Regions from separate parts of the Mus musculus genome. Here region 2 is linked to region 1. Evidence: chromatin contacts called from public promoter capture Hi-C data. All regions are on one chromosome and are shown on one strand. Each heading gives the region's core, a stretch centred on a gene start, on an enhancer-like site or on the middle of the called end of the contact. The rest is flanking DNA. Distances are from core to core; before and after follow the strand shown. Region 1 holds the start of Eno4 (enolase 4). Region 2 holds the start of E330013P04Rik (RIKEN cDNA E330013P04 gene).

Region 1 (3,139 bases), core at 287-2,786:
ACTACACAGCCAGTCTGAGGCCATCCTAAGATACATAAAACCAAGTCACAAACTAGAAAAAAAAAAAAAAAAGGAAAAGAAAATTAAATGAGGTCTGGAGATATAGTTCAGTGGCTGCATCCAGGTGGTAGGCCCAGAGATTCATGCTGAGCACAGAAGAATGAAAAAGAAGAAAGTCAAATGGGTCAGCCCTAAAAGATGAGGGCTCACGTCTGTGGTCCAGGTTTCAAGTGGGCAAGGAGATCAGTAGAAAGAGCAGTCTGCTGGGGGGGTGAGAATGTGAAGCACAGCTTTTCTTAAGACACAAAACTCAACCTTCACAGGATGGGCGAAGGAGGTACCTTCCACAGGAGGCGGGTTGGTATGAGGACGGCCACACCCAGGAATAAAAGCAATGGCAACATTGTGGGCTCGTTTTTAAACAAAGGTGCACTAAAATCCCAGCTGTGAGCGCTCAGCTCTGCGATGGACAAGGAGATGACTAAGTCTCTGCTTCCACCATCCAAGGACTTGCAGCCAGCCAGAGGGGAGGGCAAGTGTGTGATGACCCATCACACCACAGAAAGGAAATCGTCCTCAAAGAGAGTCCAGAGCAGGGAGGAATGGGTCTCGGTTATATAAGCGTACTTACAGAATCAGGTATTTTATCCACCTACATCCAACAGTACATTTATGGAAAACAACTGTTCCCAAATGCCTCTTCGCACTCGGGGTTATTTTAAGTGATTGTCCAGCGGACAGAGCAGGTAAGATTACGTTTTCCAGATGAGCAATGAAGGCACAAGTCTTTTAAGCAACCTGCTTTCTGTTGGGAACATAAAACAGGCAACAATAAAAAAAAAAAAACACGAAAACACCCTGTCTGTCTCGGCCCACTCCTATCCATTACTTGGATCGTCCTGCACCATCCAAGTAACGAGCACAGAAATAAGTTCTATCATTGCGTCTGGTACCTAACTGTCACAGTAAACAGGCAGCCCGCTGCTACAGACCATGACCCAAGGACTTTCTCATGGGCTGCGTTTTGCATGGCCTCCACCTCGCCCTGGGTCTCTCCAAAGCATCATCAGTCTTACTTCCTACACTGGGTTTCACTCTCAGTAATCTCCCCCAAAGGGAGCTTTCTGAGAGAGAGCATCACGAGGCGTGCAGCAAGCACAGTGCGTGGGTTGGAAGGGATGCATGCCCAGGACCTCCACGGCTCAGGAAGGGCACCCTGGGCTCTTGCATCCCTCTCCCTCGTTAACTGCAAGAGTTGAAGTGGCGGGTACCGCTCCCCAGCTTCTGCAAAACGAACTCAAACAATCGTTAAATGCCTCCCCGTCTGCAAAACTGTCCGAGGAACAGTGACAAACGGGGACGAGAGAGCACTAAGAGCGAAGCATTGAAGAAAGGCGAAGTGCGGACGGGACAACGATGGGTCCCGAACGGAAAGCTTGAGTCTCGGTCCACCAAGGGAAGGAAGCCTCGCGAGATCTAGGGGTCGTGATCTCGTTGCGTTGCCTAGCGACAAAAGGACGCTGGCGGGCCCCCTGGCAAAACCCCGCTGTAGCCCTAAGTCTCCTACCATGGGAGATGAAGACGGCGGCCGCAGAGGCGGGATCACTAGGGACCTGCAGAAGCTGAAGCAGCAGGCGATGGCGTACTACCAGGAGAACGACGTCCCGCGCAAGCTGGAAGATCTGCTCAACTCCACCTTCTACCTCCAGCCTGCGGATGTCTACGGGCACCTGGTAGGGACGCGCGGGGAGCTCCCTCCTCCCTCTGGCCCACGCTGCGGCAGCGCGATGCGTCTGCGCCTGCGCAACGGAGTCGCGCCTGCGCGCTGCTGGGCAGAAGGGTTAGGGGATGCCCAGCTGAGAGCAGGGCGAGCGTGCTGCGCGGGGAGGATGCGGAGAGTTGACAAGAGGACCCTGAATGGGTCTGTAGCTCAGGTCTGCTCCGAGACTGGCGAGCTTCTTTTCTATCCAAGGAGCTCACCTGCCGTTGGTTTTCTAAACCACAGACCTGACGCTGAACTTACCTTACCTGCGGGCGGGGACGCAAGCTGGACCACGAAACGAATGCCAGGGACTTGGCTGCAGCCCACCCCGGGTCCCATTCCTTTGGCTTCCACTCCCCCCTGATGTCTCAGATTCCAAGTCTAAGCTCCCAGGTGTGAAAACCTCACGCACCCTGCATTGGCTAGGTACCCAACGTCTCGGGCCAGTGACTGCCAAAATGCAGATTTCACTCGGAGGCCCTTCTCCGTTGTTGACTGAGTGTCCTTGAGCTCTCCTAGGGCCATCCTACAGTAATCCTTTGAGTTACCTAATGGTTGGCTGCTGAGGAGGGGGATTCCTGTGCATCAGATGTGACTTGGAAAGGAGTTGGGGTACCTACCACTCGTTGTCTTCGTCTCTAAAAGCTCTGCAAGATTTAAAACAAACAAACAACCCTCCCTTTTTTAAATAAAGAACTTGGGCCTCAGGGCTTTAACTAGTACCCCCACCCTCACCCCTACCCCTGCACTGTGGGACAAAGGGACAATTATAGACTTTTTGTGGAATAGGTGAGTGAAGGCCTTATAAAGATTTCAATCCCTCTCTCTCTTGCTGAAGGAACTGTTAACTCGTTGTCTAAAAGGACACCTCACCCTGTCTCTTCCTAGTCTGTTAGGCAGCCTGGCACTGGTTTGTACAGCTCTTTGGGAACTCCCATACCTTAGTTAGGGGCGGCCCCATTTGCTTTCTATCCTTTGCTACAACATTCTGACCAAAAGCAACTTAGGAACTTGTTTATTTGGTTTACATTTCCATGCCACAGCCCATCACTGAGGGAAGTCTGGGCAGGAAATGCAGCAGAGGCTATAGGAAGAAAAAAAATGCTGCCTACTGGTTTGCTTCTCATGGCTTGCTCAGCCTGCTTTCTTGGACAACCCTGGTCAACCTGCCCAAGGGTGTCAGCGCCCATAGTAGGCACAGCGCTCAGAAGTCAATCTTGGATCCCTTCCAAGTGATTTCTGCTCTGCCACTTAAAGGAAATTGCAATTACTAAGCTTCCCAAGAGGCCTGTTGGAGTTAGGTGTCACTGTGCATCAGCTGATGGTTGGTGAGGGGAACACGGTTTTCACTGTTGACAAGCCAGATGTCTGCCTGGG
Region 2 (3,094 bases), core at 139-2,638, 1.2 Mb after region 1:
GATCTAAAAATGAGAGCAGTCTTTACTCTGGGCTCCAGGTTGCCTCAGAAGAAATATCACACCTACTTTAAGGAGGGTGAAAGAGAAAAGCTGCCCCTAGTTTGTTTGTTTTAAGCCACTGACTTTCTAGTAAACATATTTCAGAGACTTTTGAGTCATCTTCAGAACTTTCAAAATCAACTTGAAGATGTTTTCTTGAGGATTTTCCCCTCTGAATATTTCTATAAGATCTGTTACTATTAATGTTTATCAGAAGGTGGGTTTAGAAGTGTCATAATTTTATATTTGATGACAACAAACACAAAAGAAAAACAAAAACTGCTTCCACTGTAACTTTGTCTCTTTCAGTATTTTCTGTATAGGAGTTTACATTTACTAAGGCAAAGAGAGTTATCCTTGGCTCTAAGAGGGAAAAAAATTATAAGCTAAGTCCTGAGATTATAGGGGGTTTGTTGTTGCAGTTGTGGTTTGGTTTGGTTTTGCTTTGGTTTTTGTCCCTGACATTCATATTTGTTCTACATCAAGAAATGATGAACTGGCAAGATGGCTGGCTCACTGTAAACACACTTGCCACCAAACCTCAGGACATGATGTCAATCCCCAAGACTTACATGGTGGAAAGAGAAGCAGACTCCTTCAAGTTGCCCTCTGACCTTCACAGTAGGACATGAGCTCACACACGTTCAAATAAATAAATAGAAAAAAAAATTTAAATTCAACTACTGAAGTCCCAGAGCTATGTGTAGGTCTAACATATCTTTGACATTCTGTACAATGTGAAATTGATGGTACCGTTTTTGCTGCTGGTACTTTGGGTTTTTTTGTTTGTTTGTTTGTTTTGTTTTTGTTGTTGTTATTTTGGTTTTTATTTTTCTTCCGGGTAATAGAATGTTCTTTTACCATTTAAGAAGCTTAAGTAACATTCCCACCCAGTAGACACTTAGAAAACTTTTGTTGAAGTTCAGTACTAAATAGGTAGATTTAGTTGCTCCTGTCTGTCTCAATTCCCTTTTCTGACTTAATAAAGATTTAAAATGCCACGTTTACAATCTGACCGGGATATTCTGTGGAGGATTCCCCTACAGTCACCAAACAAATCAAGACCATTTAGGTTTCGTGTAAACACTGAGATGGTGATAATAACCTATTAGAAAAGTAGTTTGGGAAGGATTGTTTTCGGACTTTTTTGGTTCGCTGTGAACAGACCTGATCATTTGCGTTGGTGCCTGACACAAGTGGTTCTCATGCGCCATCTAGTGGCTGCTGTGAAACTGTGCTGTGTCACGGGAAACCCTTTCTGAACAAGCCTTACTGTTGCGAATTCCTGTCCCGGTCGTCGGGCAGCCACTGGACACTTGCCCATCTTTCAGCCTTTAAATTGAGAGGAACCACCGAAGAACGCATGCACAGTGTTTCCCAAAAGCCCTGTATCCTTGGGAGCAACCAAGATGTAATCGGTCAGAGAAATGGTTTCTTCCTGGATCCATGTGAGTTAAACTGTTGTGGGACTGGAGACACTCGCGCCTGCAGAGTTGTGGTGACAAGCAAGGTAAGCCGGGTGACTTTTGTAACCCTTTTTCCCAGCAGAGACTACTCCTGTGTGTAGAAACCACGGCCTGGCAGCGACTTCTCTAACTCATAAAACTTGCTCTAACACACGGGGGAAAAAAGCTTCACTTAATCCAGTATCCTGTGTTGATTCCTGCCTGCGACATCTTAATTCTTACCCACGGGCAGGAGGACTGCTCTCGGCTGTGGACAGTGATGTGGATTTCACAATATTCAATAATCAGACTTTTCATGGGGGCTATTCCAGTCAAATATTGATTTAGTCAGAAAGGAGTGATAGAAATACAGCTCTGTAGGTTTATTCTTGTTAAAAGTCCAAAGTAGAGTGCAGACTTTGAGAGTTCTTCTTGCAGAAAGTATTAGCAAAAAGTAATGTCCAGGCAGCCCCAAGTGATACAAGACAGTTAGCTATGAATTTCACAAACATCATTAAATGTGTGTGGATGTAGTGCAGTACTGGAATGAGAGAAGATAACTAAAATTAAGATAAATAGCTTAGGAACTCACAGCCAGGGAAGCCGTAATTCACAAGTTTTCTAAGCTAGTGTTCTTATTGCCTTTAGGAATAGGAAGCATTGCTTCCAAAGCTGGGTTAACCACTCTTGAAAAGCATAAGGTACAAAGTAATTTACTCTCTTATTTCCAAGATTAAAAACCCTACGATAGTATTGTCCTCGCCCTTAATGCTTTCGGAGAAAACACTCATCCTACAGAAATACACATTTGTCTTCGGAACTCTGATCTCTCTCCTGTGCTGGGACTGGGGTTCACAGCATCTCAAACCCTGTTTCTCAGGCCTTATCTAAGGGTTATCTATTTCCATGGAAACACTGATCGACTTGAGACATCTCCAGTGCTCATATTTAGCAAAGTCTGTGAAGAGTGTCGATGTAGGGTATCCGATTATTACTCAAGTGAAGCCCCTGTGTCAAAAAATTCTAAGAATCATTATCTCCTTTTGAATACTGTTTGAAATTTTTGAATCCACTATCTGGAAACTGAAAGAATAAAAAAAATACTGGCTCATAAAAATAAATAAAAACTGTGGGTTTGTGTTTCTACTGTGGCATGCCTGCTAAAATGTCTACCAAGTGAAATTCAAAGATGTCCGCTTTTCTCAATGTTAAATATTCAATTTCCCAAATGTTGTTCCATGTTAAAATTTAAAGGGAGGGCTGGTTGGTTGATGGCTCAGTGGGTAAAATTGAAAGGAATTTTTTTCTAGATTTTTTTTTTTTTGGCAGTACCATGATTCATCAAAAACCTTGTTTGTACCATGAAAAGAAAGAAAACAAAAACTTGCAATATTCTAACATCTGGCCCATGCTATTTTCTAAGCTTTTTCATACATGCTTTATATACATCAAGTCCTATACCATAGCTCAGCTCACGCAAACCCATTTTCCCATAAACCAATAAAACACCTTAAAATACAGATCTGGAACTAAAAATAAATAACATTAATATCCTATTCCGTCACAGGCCAAGTAGGAATGAGCCGTTCTGCTAAAGCTGTCTTTGGTTG

The links. Promoter capture Hi-C pulls out the DNA fragments that hold promoters and counts their contacts.
Region 2: a promoter capture Hi-C map of liver shows a contact between it and region 1, with 2.9 times the contacts expected there. The contact joins the promoter of E330013P04Rik here to the promoter of Eno4 in region 1. A contact is called at or near these places in 2 of 39 promoter capture datasets (the 3T3-L1 cell line and liver).

The regions. Positions count from the first base shown.
Region 1 is chr19:58,941,889-58,945,027 of GRCm38.p6, forward strand. Eno4 (enolase 4) reads left to right here and starts at 1,537. Exons shown (of 14, transcript NM_178689.4): 1 at 1,537-1,733. The coding sequence starts at 1,569. It also overlaps a transcript of Hspa12a not described here.
Region 2 is chr19:60,143,287-60,146,380 of GRCm38.p6, forward strand. It overlaps E330013P04Rik (RIKEN cDNA E330013P04 gene), which reads left to right and starts at 1,389. Exons shown (of 5, transcript NR_026942.1): 1 at 1,389-1,549.